Regions from separate parts of the Mus musculus genome. Here regions 2 and 3 are each linked to region 1. A link is a contact called in public HiChIP or PLAC-seq data. All regions are on one chromosome and are shown on one strand. Each heading gives the region's core, a stretch centred on a gene start, on an enhancer-like site or on the middle of the called end of the contact. The rest is flanking DNA. Distances are from core to core; before and after follow the strand shown.

Region 1 (4,976 bases), core at 1,566-4,065:
GGGGTTTCCTGACATCCTGGACTTCCCAGCATGTGTTAAAGCATCTTCCATCTGTAACTGTAATTCCAGCTCCCACTGCTGCCTGTCTTAGTGTTCTGTGGCTGTGAAGAGACATCATGCCCATGGCAACTCTTATAAAATAAAGCATTTAGTTGGGACTGGCTTACAGTCCCAGAGGTTTAGTCCATTGTCATCATGGCAGGGAGCATGGAGGCAGACATGCCATTACCATGGCGCTGGAGAAGCTGAGAGTCCTGCATCCAGATCAGTAGGCAGCAGGAAGAAAGAGACTCTGGGCTTGGCACCGGCTTCTGTAACCTCAGAGCCTACCCTCAGTGGTACACTTCCTCCAACAAGGCCACACCTCCTAATCCTTTCAAATTGCTGCTCCCTGGGGACCAAACATTCAGATCTATGATCCTATGGGGCCATTCTGCTTCAAACCACACCATCTTTTTTTTCTTTTTCTTTTAATCTAAACTATTGTGTGTATACTTGTACCTGTGTAAGTCTGTGCACATCTGAGTGTGGTGGCCTTGGAGGCCAGAAGAGGGCACCGGATCCTTTGGAGCCGGAGTTGCAGATGGTTTCGAGCCCAGTGTGAGTGCTGGGACCCAAACTCCAGTCCTCATGAGTGAGCAGCAAGCATTCTTTAATCACTGAGCCATTTCTTCTTTTCTCTCTTTTTGTTTTTAAAGACAGCATCTTGCTATATATCTCAGGATGACCTTGAGCTCACTGTGTAGCCCAGGCTATCTCAAAGCTACGATCCTACCGCCTCCACCTCCCAAGTTGCAGTATTGCAGGTGTGCTTTACCAAGTCTGCCCATCACCCATTTTCCATAGACAGCTCCCTAAGGTGCCTGGGCTAGCCTGCCTGCTCAGGGACCCTCACAGCTAAGTGTTAACAGATGGCCCCATCGTCAAAAGGCCGTGTTATCTCTTGCTCTGGCTAATTTCTCTGTTCATGAAAATCAGGTAAAAGTAAGTAAATAAATAAGACCCTGCCTTAATATTCAGGATTCGCCAAACATCTTGATCAAATCTTCCGTCTTTAGGTTTCTGGCCACCTGCAAGCTATAGCATGGTGTTTATCGGCTTCCAAACCAAGGTGCTCCACAGTGGTCCACGTAAACTCTGTGGGTCTTGGAGCCATTGCAAAGGTCCAATTTGTCACTTTTCTGCACCACTGTGCACAGATCACCCCTCCTTTTTCCTTTAAAGAGGAGCTTTTGAAAAAGTGTTATACATTATTTATAAAGCCGTGTTACTTATCTGCTTAATACAAATGTCTTTGCTTAATGCCCGTCCTCTAGGTAATGAAGGCTGTAAAAGTGGGGATGAAGGAATACGAGATGGAAAGGTAAGCTGTGTGTCTCCGAGTAAAGATTAAAATGTAAAAAACCAGCAATTTATGTTCCCCAAGCAAGTAACAGATGAGGGGCTGGAGCAGAGCACACGCGATCAAGTGGGGACTATATGCAGCCTTGGGATCCTAGGCAGAGATTATGGTCCCTCTGGTGGCGGCCACCTCCCTGGCTCCTGGCAGTGTTTGATGGTAATGGGCCTTGATCACTTTCCAGGCTGGTTTAGTGTCCCATCATTCCACTCCTGGACTTTGTTTCTGCAATTTGTGGGGGGAACTTTACCCAATAGCCGCTATCGTACCTCCAAAAGCCACTAGTAAAACAGCTTGCCATTTTTATGTGTAAACAGCACCATTATGGCTGCTGTGCTCGGGCGACTGGGTCGAGAGATGGTTAAGTGGCTCATAAAGCTCCCTGGAGAGCCCCGTCTGACTCCAGCTCCAATTAGGCTTGCCACTCGCTGGTCGGCATGCCTGGGCGCTGCCTGGGGAAGCCCTGCTCTGCTCTATGACCCAGATCAGATCCCTCACCCTGTCCTGGGTCTCCCATCGGTGACTACCCCGTGGCCCCGAGATGGACTTGTCACCTTTCCCATCCCAGGTTCCCTCTCCTACCTGGGTTTGTATGTGCTTGACAACTGTTATCCCCTTTCCCATGCTGACAGCCCCAGACCCCTCTGGTGGCCATCAGGCCTGCCCTGTGTGAGGGAAAACTGATTCTTTTCTGCTGTGTCTTCCAAGGGCTCCTGTCCTTGGAAGGACCCAGGGAAGCTGGGACTACAGTGTGGTGATGTGACCAGAGTTGGACCTTTGAGGTGGGGCCTATTGAGAGGCCCCTGTGTCACTGGGAGTCCTGTACTCAAAGGTAGTTCTTAAGAAAGGATTGTAAAAAGAGCCAACCTGGCCACACCTGGATCACTAGCTTCTTAAGTGACCAAACCAGTGAGCCTCATCTTGAACTTTTAGCTTCCAAAATTATAAACTATGCAAACCTCTTTTCTTTTATAAAATAGCCAACCTTGGGTATTTTATTATAGCAGCAGAGAAAGGACTATTATGCTGTCCCAACCCTCATGGCCTTGCCTGCCACATCAGTGTGAAGAGCACACAGGTGGGGTCAGCAGTGGCCAGTGGGACACTAGTGTTTACTGTGGACTTGGAAATGGAGGCCTTTTTTCAGAGTTTAACCCTGAAAGGTGAGCTGAGTGCCTGGAGTCCTCTTCTTACCCTGAAGGACACGGAATTGTTAAGATGGCTTTCCTCAGCTGCTATGGTGTCCCAGGAGGGGGCATGTAACAACTGTCTATCAAAGCTGAGGGAGCCTCTGTCTTGCCAAGGACACTGGGGAAGGGCGTGCACAGCCTCTTTGATTGCAGTTTGCACAGCATTCCCCCTCCCACTCAAGGATCTGAGATGAGAAGCATCGGCTAGCCCAGGGTGGAAGGCGGAACTATGAGCCCCTCAGACTGGCACTGGCCCAGAAACCTGTTCCCAATTGAGTTGACTCATAGTGACCCATAACAGATGCCTCAAATAAAAATAACCAAGAAATCAGAGCAGGAATAGCATATCTCAGCATGGGGCCCCCACCACCTCTGCCTGTCAGTCAGCTGTACCCTGTGCTGTAGGGGGTTGGCTCTGGAAGTGACCCTGAGACACTCTTTCCTCAGCCCTGACCTTGTCCCTGACCCTGCTGCCGCCCCTAGGCAGGGCTACATGGGCTTTGGGTCTGTAGCAAGGAGTGCCTGAGTGTAATGGAGGGGTTTCATTTCTCAGAAATGTAAGGGAGTCCTATGGCGTAATGAACCCCGGGGTGCTCATCCACTGTTGTTTAGTTCTGTGTTTATGTTTTGGTTTGCTGGCGTATATGAACAGCCCAGACATCATGTCATTCCCCATGTAAATATTTCAGGAGACGTCTCTCAGTCAGTGAGATGTTTCCCTTTCTATAACTACCCTGCCATTATCCCGTCTAACCATACAAATAAATAATACAAGCAGCTTTCTGTACCTGAGCATCCTGCATCACAGATTCAGCCACCTGCCAACTGTGGCACAAACTTTTACTTAATTTGAGTCAGTAACCGAACATGCACAGGCCTTTCTTTGTCTTCCTGCAGGCTACACAATGTAATCACTGTGGACATTGTTTGGGTCTTATAGGTAACCTCCAGTTGGTTTGAAATGTTAGGGGAGGAGGTGTGGGTGCAAGCGGCTGGGGTGTCTGGGGATGCTGCTTGGTGTCCACAGGATCCTTAGAGTCAGTCCCCTTCTTCTGCCAAAGACTGACTGACCTCTCATATTTAGTCAGTTGGTTTAGTGTGTGTGTGTGTGGGGGGGGGGGGGGGAGCACGCATGCCTGAGCATGCCTGAGCATGCCTGTGGAGGTCAGAAGATTATCTCTTCTGACTCTTGAGTCCCCAAGGATCAAAACTCAGGTTGTCAGGCTTGGAGACAAGTGCTTTTCCCTGCTGAGCCATCTTGTCATTCCTCTCTTATGCATGTGTGCGTGTGTGTATGTGTGTGTGTGTGTGTGTGTGTGTGTGTGTGTGTGTGTGTTAGTTTATGTGTACCATGTGCATACAGGTGCCTGAGGAGGACAGTGGATCCCTGGAACAGGAGTTACAAGTAGTAACTCTACATGATGTGGCCCTGGAACCAAATCTGAAAGATCACTAAGTGCTTTTGACCCCTGAGCCCTCCCTCCAGTACCCTGACTATAATTTCTTAGTATTATCCTTTGCTTTGGTCTACACTGATGTAAAACTCTCTTTTCTTTTTGGATTCCTTGGCTGTGCATTACACTGGGCTGCTAGGTATCCTGGGGGGAGCTTGGTGCCTGGATCTCTGAGTTACGGACAGAGCAGTCTGAAGCTTTGCCAGCACGCTGCCAGGTGGACAGGTATAGGTATACAGAGGGTGTCAAGTGCGAAGATTTGGCATGAAGACCAGCTGGTTTTCTCATGTGTATCGTGCATGCCACATCCACCTGTGGCCCATGTGGACGGCTAGATGTGGACGGCTAGATTCTAGAGCAGTGATTCTCAGCCTGTGGATCTCAATCCCTTTGCGGTTGCATATCAGATATCCTGCATATCATATATTTACATTACAGTTCATAACAGCAGCACAGTTAGTTATGAAGTGGCAGTGGAATAGTTTTATAACCACAACATGAGGAACTGTATTAAAAGGTCACAGCATTAAGAAGATTAAGAACCACTACTATAGAGGGAAATAGTGTCTGTCTGTGGGCCTCAGCCAATAGGAGCACCTGATCATGGGGTCACTGAGAACTCAGCATAAAGGGGCTGGTGAGCATGGGCATGCAGGGAAGAGTGGAAGAGGTGGTAACAGCAATGAGGTGCAAAGTCTGCTCCTGGACGTAGTGGAAAGACAGTTGTCCGTGGTTGTCGTCACATCTGAAGGTGTCGCTGCCTAGGTTTCAAGAGCACAACTCCCCTGCCCCTTAGACATCTGCGGCCATGAACTGGGTTGACTCTTAGTCCCAAGTCCTCTTTCCACAGGCACTGTCACTGCCTGGGCCACTTTCTGGCACCATTGCAGTCTATGTCAATGAGAATCTGGAGATGTCTCAGGACTTGTGTGT
Region 2 (4,976 bases), core at 949-3,448, 210 kb after region 1:
CCCAGTGACTAACAAACTTATCAACCTACAATGTATCTTTGTACTTTACTTCCTGTATACTCAAACATATCATATCTAAATGACAGGTTTTGCCTCCCTGCCCACTGCCTACTTCGAACTGCTTTTCATTGTTTTCTTGCCTTGTGACACTGACTAGCACCATATTGTATACAACCAATGAGTGCTAATGTCTCCTCTTACTCAGGCCTCCATGGGAAAACATTTACTATGTCACCGTTTAAGTATGGCAGTTGTGGAGTTTTGGTTTTTACTTCCCGAGCACTCTGTCCAGCTTTTGGATTCATTTGGGGTCTGAGTTGTTTGTTTGTTTGTTTGTTTGTTTTCCACGTGAAGGCAGCCGTGTTTCTAACTTGTTTAGAGTTTTGTGGCTTGCTTCGCTTAAGTCATGGATTACCATCTTTTTAGAAGGTCCCACATTTACCTCCTAATGATCCCTGAGCTATATATATCCCAGGAGAGACATGCAAACACCATCTTCAACCCTTAACAGACTCAACCCTTCTCAAACACAGACTCCACATTCCAAGTCCCCGGAGAGGCTCATCTCTGAAAAACTACTGGCTTCTGGCCTGTGACTCTGATGCCACCCTCTGCCCCTTGACAAAGAGCCTCAGGGGAAATCCTTCTGGCTGGACCCTAACCCAGGCGACCTTGGCATTGCAAAGACAACGGAGTCGCTAGTCAAATCAGAAAGTCAAGCCTCTCAGGTCCTTACTACCTGCAACACTCATGAGTGTCCTGGGTATCAGGACCGCTCTCCCCTATCCCAGCCCACCCCAGCCTGACCCAGCACCGCACGAGGTTCCTTTAAGAGAGTCTTGCCACGTTCAGCTTATCGTCTCTGGGGCGGGAGGCAGAGGTCGCCAAGAATGTTGGGCTTCGTCGGGAGTGCGAAGGATGAAGCTCTGCCGAGTGGCTTCCCCCTCCTGGTCCCCCCAGAGTCCTCCCTCTTCTATTTATCAAGTCCCCGCCCCAATTTCGAAGTACCAGGCCCTGGCCAAGACCCCACCTCCGTGCTCCGCCCCCAGCCCAGGCTCTTGGGCTCCTGAACTCGTCCCATCTCGGGTCCTCCCTGCCCTTCCCCAGCAAACTCTGAGGCCGCGATCGGGGGAAGGACCGGTGGCCCCGAGTGGCCTCATCCTCATGCAGGGGACGGCGCGACGCAGCTATCGCCAGCAACACACAAAAGCTGTTCCGCCGTCGGCCACACCGTGCCAGCCTCGCTCCGCCCGCCGCCCCGGTGGCCCCGACGCGGCCCTGCTCCCTCGCACCACCCGCGCATGAATTTGCCCCGCGATCTGGGCTGCACCGCCCAATGGCTTCCGGGAGGAGGCAGGCTTCCCAGGATCCTGGGCCCGATACCTCCTTGCTACCACAATTGTTCTCTTCCCGTCTCTCTGGCACTTCCAGCGGTCTGGTCACCTTGAGCCATGCTAGACGGCCTGGGCCAAAGTCCCAGTCCACTGTGCCCTGACTGACCTGTGTAGAGGAGTCTGCGGTGGGGACCTAAGGCTGGACCCGAAGAGGAATTAGGGGATGCTGAGGCAGGGATAGATTTGATGGTGATGGGGACTGTCCCAAACTCCCAGGATGCCCGGGGCCCCACTGGGGTCTCCTTATCTTCAACTCTTCTCAAGCCTTTTGCCTTCAGAATTGTTTTAAGGACAGTCTCCATTCATCCCAAATGACTCAGTCAGGACCGCCTAGAGGCCAGGGAGCTATCAAAAAGTCTTCATGGAGACCGTGCCACTGTCAGGCTAATTGCCGCTAGGCGGTGGTTTTCAACCTGTGCAATGCCCACCCTTCACAAATGGGGCTTGAGGGATTTAGAAAGTACAGGCTGGGGCATGCAGCACCGCCTACCCCAGCACGTCTTGCTCACACTCCTTGAGCGCAGGGACAGCCTGGTCTTTGAGCTCTTCTCCCCCACCTCACCCAAGTCTGGGTGTAGCCCCTTCGTTCACTCAACTAGGAAGTCCTTTCTAAGTCTGATCCCAGTCCCCTCCTGTCTCCCCTGACTAGGGTTGGGGGTGGGGGGGAAGGGGGAGTTCCCTTTAAGGGCGGTGGGGGAGGGGGCTGCCGGCCGTCCCTCCTTCCGTCCCTCCCTGGATCCAGCCGCCCGGGGGCCCCCGGGGGCCCGGGCCCCGTGCCAGCGCATGCGCCCGCCTGTGGGCGCTGTCCCGGGCTGCGAGGGCCGCGAGCGCACCGACAGACGAACCGACCGACGGAGGACTGGCTGCGGGCCGGACAGACGGGGTAGCGCAGGGAACTGGGATGAGGCGGGACAGCGACATGGCAAGCCACATACAACAGCCAGGCGGGCACGGGAACCCCGGCCCTGCGCCCTCGCCTTCCCCGGGCCCTGGTCCCGGCCCGGGCGCCTCGGAGCGGGTGGCACTCAAGAAAGAGATCGGGCTGGTGAGCGCTTGCACCATCATCATCGGTGAGTAGGGCGTACATAGCGTGGAAGTACTGGGGGAACCCCTTTATGTTCCTCCCTCACGAAGACCATAAGACCACAGGGGCAAAGGAACCCTTCGAGCACCTGCTGCCATAGCTGGAGAATACACTTGACCCCATTCGGAACAGAACCTGGCAAACCAGTCACAAAACTTCTTGCCCTCACCTCCCCAACCTCTCTGAAAATTTGCGCCTGGAAGGGGGTGGGGGTTCGGGTGGGGGCTTTCCTTGCTGCAACCCTCCCCTGGCCTTCACTCAGCTGAGGGGCTTTACCAAGGCAAGTCCCCTGTTCCCACCTAGGAAACGGAAATAATTGCTAGGCCTGGCTTGAGTGGCAAGTTCTGGGCTGCAGGGCAGCCTGTGTGCATCCCTACTGTGTGCCAGATTCAAGTGCCAGGGAAGTGAAGCCATCTGTTCTTGGAAAGCAGGAAGGTAAATGGCCGGGTAGAGTCTAAAGCAAGGGTTAAAGGCCACGAAGCTGACCTTCCTGGCAGAGGTGGCCACAGAATCCGAGGAGAGGTAGCGAAGTAGCCAGGAGCAGACCAAGCCTCCAGGAGAGCACCCACTCAGCCCTGGGATCCAAGTGAGCACTCTCGTGATCTGGTGGCATCTGAATGGGTGCTCTCATGGCCTGGCCCCTCTCGCTCTTCCTACAGATGGTGCTTTTTGCATAGGTAGAATGCCCCGGGGACAGGGTTGGGCAGCAACCCCACCTCTGTCTGTCCCTTGACTCCTGAAGGAGAACTGGACTAGACCTCTTGGGCGGGGCCTTTTCTGATTCCCTGTGCCCAGGAGTTGGGGGTCTAAAAGAGCAGTAATTGGGGTCTTGATTGTCCCCTTTCCCAGCCAGTAGGAAGTGGCACACAGTAGGGATGCAGCCAAATAGCTCTCTTTCTGCCCTTTGACCCCTGGAGATAGAGAAAGGCTGAAGTGTGTGTGTGTGTGTGTGTGTGTGTGTGTGATCTTTACCTTCTGCTCTGTGCCCTTCCATGAGAAACTCCAGCTGGAGAGATGTAGTGTCTCTTGGGTATCCCCTGCACTCCTACCCAGAGTCACCCCTGAACCCAGCTCCAGAGAATTCCACCACCTGCCTTCTTCCTTCTAGAATGCTTATCTCCCAGGGACTGGTCCTGATGTCCCTCCAGCCCCCCTGACTGTCTGATAATAGAAAGGACCGAGCCTGTGGGCCAGGCCAGAGCAGTGGTTAGAGCTTTGCCTTCAGCCAACACCATTTTCAGGGTACTGTACCTCCTCCCCGCAAAAGGGAAGCCTACTTATCACTTGGGTCACTGGTGGGGCTGGCTATGGTGCCAGAGAGGTTCAGAGATGGTGGAGAGGAGAGCCTAGCATCAGAGGCTGCCAGGCTGCCAGCCATCTGCAAGAGGATGGGAATGGTGGTGTAGGGGAGAGATGAACACCCAGTCCACCATTTTGCTCCTTCTCCATTCAGGCTTTGGAGGAACTGGTGCCCCGGAGCCTGGCTCTGGGCCGCCAGCTCCCTTCCCATTTCAGCCTGTTCTTGCTTCACTGTTCCCCCTTGGCCTCCAGAAGATGAAGGCTGAGGAGGAGGGTGGAAGTCAACTGCGCTAACCAAGAAACAGAACTCAACCACTGTCCCAGCCCAGGGCACTGGGTGCTCTCCCAGGGGGCCAGGCTTAAGAAGCTCAAAAGTTCCATCAGTCAAGACACCAGGCCAGGCAGGGGACAGAACCAGACAGCGGGGGATTGTCCTAAACTAGGTGACTGGGGAGGAGGCCAGATCTGCTCTGCTCTCTCCTTCTGATGCCCCAAGGGTTCAGCTCCTTCCCCTTGCAGGGCTTTGGGGACCACTTCTCACTCAGCACAACTCTCAGACCTGGGTTCCTCTTCACCTGCTTCTCCTCCATTCCTAACCCAGGAGCTTGGTCAAAATCAAAAATCTCCAGTGTCATACTCTAGTGTTATGGAGCTGGAGAACTTCACATCCTTGTCTGTGAGTGATCTGTTACTCACTGGATATTTCCAGAATGTCCAGTGGAGCCTCCCAAATGATACACCTCACCAGTACATCAGATATCTGTTCAGAATACCACCTCTTGTTATAGTATGGACTTACCTTACCTCCTTTGATTCTCATGCTCACCCTATGGGAGGGGTGGTGGTGGTGGTGGCAGGTTTCGTACCCATTACACAGATGGAGAAACTGAGGTTGAGGGTTACATGGCACTATTTGCAACTGATGAGCTCAGAATTTGGATACAGGTTCCCAGTGGCCTTCGTGCTATGGAGGCTTGGCAAAGTGAAGGCCTGACTCTTAACAAGCAATGGTGGAGGAGCTGAGCTAGGGTAGACTGAGATACCCCTCCACTATGCAGGAACAGAGCCAGGAAAGTCAGCCTTTCCCGTGGCAGCACACATGGGGTCTCTGATCCTAACTTGGAGACCTCAGCTATCCCCGTCACACAATCCACAAGCAAGGAGGAACATGCCCAAGTCTGACAGCCTGAGTGATGTTG
Region 3 (4,976 bases), core at 869-3,368, 170 kb before region 1:
TGGACTCATAGGTGGCCACTGTTCTTCCTGGCTTTTATGTAGGTTCTGGGATCTGAATTCAGTCTTTGCATTTACAGAATAGGTGTTTTATCCTCTAAGACATTTCCCCATCTCTCTATTTTTTTTTTTGTGCTAAAGTCTCTGGCTTAACACGGAGATCACCCAGTTCAAGTAGTCTGGCTCTCCAGTGAGCTCCTGTGTCCTGTCTGCTTCCCATCTGCTTGAGTCATAGACATATAGATCAGCACCCCTCCCCCCATACACACGGAATGTTAGGGATCTGAACTCAGGTTGCCAGGCTTGAGCAACAAGCACTTAACCACTAGGCTGTCTCCCAGGACCCCTGGAGTATATCCTTAGGGACTATATCTTGCTGTGGCCCCTTCTTGCATCCCCTGCCCTGCTTCCTGCTTCCCATGAAGAAATTCCTCCATGGCATGTCCTCACCACTGGGATGGTGTTCTGTCTAACTCATGGGGTCAACTGAGCACTCTGAATCATCAAGCACTTTGAATCCCGAGACAATGCGTCCTTCCTCTTCCTCTTCGCTTTTCACTTGTCAATGTCAAGTAAGTCAGGATAGATCCCCAGGGACGCTGACCTCAGCCAAGGAGGACTTAGCTGCCACACAAGTGGTTTAAGGATAGAAAACCCCCTAAGTTTCCAACATCAAGACTGCATTCCCTGGAAACCTTAAGACGGTTGGTTGAGGGCCTTGAGGAGAGGGCTCTGGACTGAAGTGTGAGCCTACTCAAGACCTTACAATTGGTGGCTGGAAGGTGTGTCTGCCTACAAAGCCGGCCCCTGCATACAGGTGAGGGTATGACTCAAGGCCCAGGGCAACTCTCTCTACAGATCCCACTAGGAGCCCCAGTAGCAGAAATTCCCAGTAGCCCCTAGGAAACCTGGACCTAAAGATATAAACAGAACGCATGTTCCCAACCCTTGGATGGGCAGGGAACTCCATAGGTAACAGCAAGATCTTCTCCCTCCACCCCCACCCCCCCCACTCCCCATCTCCCAGGAGAAAGGCAGAGGTGGCTTCTCAGGCAAAGCCATGTAGGCAGGGCTCCGGAGGACCACAATGAAGATGCAGTCACACCCCCAGCATTTATTTGAAACAGAACATTAATTCTGACTGTCATTAGAGTCCATTTCAATTTTGTAATAACATAAAAAGTTAAGAGTCTAATTTATTCATACAAATCTTGTTAGCATCCAATTTCCACATAATGTAACATATCTCTTAAAAAGCTGACAAAGCAGGAGAAATTAAAAACAGTTAAAAAAAAAAAAAGATAGTCAAGGGTTCTCACTGTCTTGGAGGCAAAGGTGAGGAGGGGGACAGAGATCAGAGTGGTTTGGAGAAAGAGCTAGATGCTTGGAGACCAGAGACGGGCAGGCTAATTCCTGACTCTTACATACCCCTCCACGTGGCCTCCCACGATATGCCAGGGGCAAGTCTGCACCAATACGCGCCACAGACAGGCCCCCTCCCCCAGTACTCCCTTCAGCAAACACATCCTAGGAAGCCTGTAACTCCCCTTAATTAGACGGCTGCAGTGTTTGCATTCGATAGCGTCGCCCTGTAATCTTGCCCATACACAGGTTTTAACTGTACATTAATCTTTCTTACACGCCACCCCCATGCTAGATCCTGTACTGGCAGCAGTTTGGGGCGGGGGGGGGGGTGTCACTTCGTTTATTCTTCAACCAAAATAGCTGCAGATGAGTGTAACTGCACGCCACCCCTCCCCCACCTCGTCCTTCCAGGTTTACCTGCTGGCTGTGGGGCTTGGAGAGAGACTCCTGTCACCTGCAAGCCACCTTCCAGCAGTGTGTTTGGTGCTTTCACAGCTGACATCAATTTTAGCAGAAAAAGGTCAGCAGCAACAAGCAATCTTCCCATCACCAGCCATGTGCTTTTGGGGTGCCTCCTCCAAACTCCCACAGGATGGGTGGGTCTGGAAGAGCTTGCCTGGGGGGGGGGTGGAGAGCACCCCGGGTGAACCTAAGAAATCTAGCAGCACTGAGGTTCCAAGGTCACTTGGAGAGCCAGGAAGGAGAAGTATAAATTACAAAGCGCTGGATGGCTGCCAGGGCCCCAGGAAGCTACATTTAGCCTGCCATTCTCCCCGCAGCAAGACGAAGCCTTAACTCTCTTCCCGGGAATTTGAATGAAATTTGTTACAGGGACATTGTGATTGAAATATCACCAATTGGCTTTACATGACAACTCTGCAATTGATGGTGAAGGCAATGGGGAGGGGTGTGTGTGTGTGTGTGTGTGTGTGTGTGTGTCTAGAAAAGGCCGGTTGCTGTAGTGTTCTCAGGCTGGCCAACGTGGAGATAAGGGTGGCCCATACAATATTTATGAAATCCAGATGAAGTCCTATGCCTTCAGTAAGCTGATATCATAACACAGATTTCAAAAAGACTCCTTGACATTTGCCCAAGATCAGATTTCCCCTGCCAGAAGCCCAGGGGGCTTTCTGCTGATGGAGGTCTATAAGCTCCCCCACCCTCCTCCTGCAATCTGCTCCTTTTAAGCCCAGGCAATTAGCACTGGGGTGGGGCCAGACGATCCAGAAAGGGGAGAAAGCAGAGTAAGTGTGCAACCGGCTCAGTGGGAAGTATTGGGAGGGGTTTTCATTGGTAAAAGATAGGTTTGCTTTTGCTGGTCAGTTGTTTGTTTGTTTGTTTGTTTGTTTGTTTGTTTTTAAGATAAGGTCTCTCAACATATCCTTAACTTGCCTGGAACTTGCTATATAAACCCGGCTGGCCAAAAACTCACAAAGATCCACCTGCCTCTGTCTCTGGAGTCTGGGATCAAAGGAGAGGAGTTTTATTGTTAAACACTTTCTGGTGTTCAGAGCAAACCAGAGGAGGGCCTTAGTGGGTGTGGCTCAGACAGTCAGAGAGAGAGAGAGAGAGAGAGAGAGAGAGAGAGAGAGAATCCATCCCAGGGATGAAAGCAAAAATGTATAACCCTGAGGCCAAAGACTTCATTCCCGCGTAGCCTCTGAGCTCTCCTCTCTCTCTTCCTCACTCTTTCTCTCTCTCCCTCCCCCTCCCTCCCTCCTTCCTTCCTTCCTTCCTTCCTTCCTTCCTTCCTTCCCCCCTTCCTTCATCCCCCTCCTCTCCTAACCCCTCTCCCTCCCCGTCCTGTTTTTTCTCTTCCAGGCTGGCATCAGACTAGCAATCCTCCTGCCTCAGCATCTCAAATGCTAGGATTGCAGGCTTGTTCCAACATACCTGATAACCTCTGATTTCTTTCAGGGAACCTTTGGAGCCATGGAGCTGTCTAAGAGGGACACCTTTCAGCCCTCCCCGGGAGACTGTCCTGAGCTCCCACAACCCTGCCTGAGCGGCTGTGTGGCTAGGAGTGGTTGTGCCCAGGAGACCATTTCCAAAGCAATCCTTCAGAACACTGGAGGCCCCTCCCCCCAGAGTTTGTCATGTGTCTGGAAGTGGCTTCTGGAGACAAAGGCTCCCAGCACACACACACCAGGATCTGGATTGGTGAGACATGAAATACTGAGTGAAGTATGGGGCTGAAGTCCCCAGATTGTTTATGAGTCCGAAGCAGGGTCGATTTAGGTGGTTTTTGATAAACACTTCATACTCTACATCCTAAGAGAGGCAGAATACTTGTCAAGCACACATCTTTATGAGCTGTCCGCCTATAAAACTCGCATGGAAGGTCCGTGCTTAATGCTGGTCTGGCAGTAAATTGGCGCGTCGTGCCGGTCGGCAGCATCAAATTAGCATCGACCCGTAAAAACGTTACTGAATGATTCCTCAAACCTGCCAAGTCTTCAAATCAATTTCGCAAAAAATGTCAGGCTTTTTTTTTTAAAAAACGTTGATAAACCTTTCATATTAGTTATCACAGAGGAGCATAAACCTTTCTAATCTGCCTTCCAGCCAGAAAGAAAAAAAAAGGTGTTGTTTTCCTCAAACTGCTTTTAGCTCTTGCATCTTCACACCCCGCCTACACATTCCATAAACAATGTGTGTCGTGGAGTCATTTGTTGCCCTGTTTTAAAGTGACTTGGATTTGGCTCCCACAGACTGTGCCCTCTGATCCCAAACCTTGGAGAGAGTTTCCACCAATACCAAAGATGGCGTTCTCACTCTTTGCCTTGGAGGTAAGCAGCCCCGAGTTGGCTTCTTCCAGAAAAACTTCTAGAACTCTCTAACGAATCTTACCCACTTGCTTCTCTTGGGCACCCAGTGCCCTGTGAACTTGGCACTGCTGGTTCTCGGAGGTGGGCTCACTCCATATCCGGGAGGCGTGGTCTCTGTGTCTTGAGGGTCAGCACAGCTGCCCTAGCTGGACTCCCTCACCCTCTTTGTCAAACTTTAGACACCTTACCATGTCCATGTTGCACCCGAGTTGCAAGAATGGTGTGTGTGTGTGTGTGTGTGTGTGTGTGTGTGTGTGTGTGTGTGTTGGGGGGATGGTCTACTCCCTTCCCTAAGGATACCAGGGACATGAAGCACAGCAGCATAGCATACTATTGCAAGGACTCTGACCCATGGGGTCTTACTTCCCAGCCACACACTGCTTTCCTAAAGACTTCTGTCAGACTGGAAAGAAGTTGACCAGACACAGTCAACAGAGGCAGAAGGTATTGCTATGGTCAAATGGTGGCAGGAATGGTTCATATGGTTTATCAGACCCAAGCTTCCCCCTCTGCTGCTGCTCAGATGGAAAGCATGTCAGCTACGGAAAGCTGGTGTTGGAAGCGGAGTCTGTGATACAAGAAGGGGGTGCTGTCCCCGACCCCTTGACAGGGTTTCTTTGTGTAGCCCTGGATGTCCTGGAACTCACTGCATAAAGCAGGCTGGCCTTGAACTCACAGAAATCCTCCTGTCTCTGCTTCTGACTACTGGGATTAAAGGCTAGATATGCTGCTTTTGACAGGGCAGGGGGACTTCTAGACAGCTGCAAAGGGACCCAACAGCAGGTG

Evidence for each region. HiChIP or PLAC-seq counts read pairs in DNA pulled down with a chosen protein or histone mark.
Region 2: a contact with region 1 is called in an HNF4G HiChIP or PLAC-seq map of pancreatic cancer cells. The contact joins the promoter of Slc7a10 here to the enhancer-like site in region 1. A contact is called at or near these places in 7 of 39 promoter capture datasets (the 3T3-L1 cell line, the HPC-7 cell line, embryonic stem cells and 3 more), 1 of 484 Hi-C or Micro-C datasets (bone marrow-derived macrophages), 7 of 115 datasets of contacts at active chromatin or transcription factors (bone marrow-derived dendritic cells, embryonic stem cells, epiblast stem cells and 2 more) and 3 of 9 other capture datasets (adipose tissue, embryonic stem cells and liver).
Region 3: an H3K27ac HiChIP or PLAC-seq map of embryonic stem cells shows a contact between it and region 1, with 6 read pairs. The contact joins two enhancer-like sites. A contact is called at or near these places in 6 of 39 promoter capture datasets (cranial neural crest, embryonic stem cells, frontonasal cranial neural crest and 2 more), 6 of 115 datasets of contacts at active chromatin or transcription factors (embryonic forebrain, embryonic hindbrain, embryonic midbrain and 3 more) and 1 of 9 other capture datasets (adipose tissue).

What each region holds. Positions count from the first base shown.
Region 1 is chr7:34,970,341-34,975,316 of GRCm38.p6, forward strand. It overlaps Pepd (peptidase D), which reads left to right. Exons shown (of 15, transcript NM_008820.2): 9 at 1,317-1,363. Among named protein-coding and RNA genes, the nearest start is that of Gm35534, 17 kb to the right of the region's middle. Within about 2 kb of position 2,816, at least 39 of the 459 cell types and tissues checked have an H3K27ac peak or open chromatin away from gene starts, as enhancers often do. A contact at or near this core is called in embryonic stem cells, epiblast stem cells, extraembryonic endoderm stem cells and 1 more, where this site is marked.
Region 2 is chr7:35,184,187-35,189,162 of GRCm38.p6, forward strand. Slc7a10 (solute carrier family 7 (cationic amino acid transporter, y+ system), member 10) reads left to right here and starts at 2,199. Exons shown (of 11, transcript NM_017394.4): 1 at 2,199-2,464. The coding sequence starts at 2,296. Gm38988 (a long non-coding RNA gene) reads right to left here and starts at 771. Exons shown (of 4, transcript XR_003946743.1): 1 at 1-771.
Region 3 is chr7:34,796,738-34,801,713 of GRCm38.p6, forward strand. The region is part of intron 1 of Chst8 (carbohydrate sulfotransferase 8); the gene reads right to left. Among named protein-coding and RNA genes, the nearest start is that of Gm38987, 13 kb to the right of the region's middle. Within about 2 kb of position 2,119, at least 23 of the 459 cell types and tissues checked have an H3K27ac peak or open chromatin away from gene starts, as enhancers often do. A contact at or near this core is called in embryonic stem cells, where this site is marked.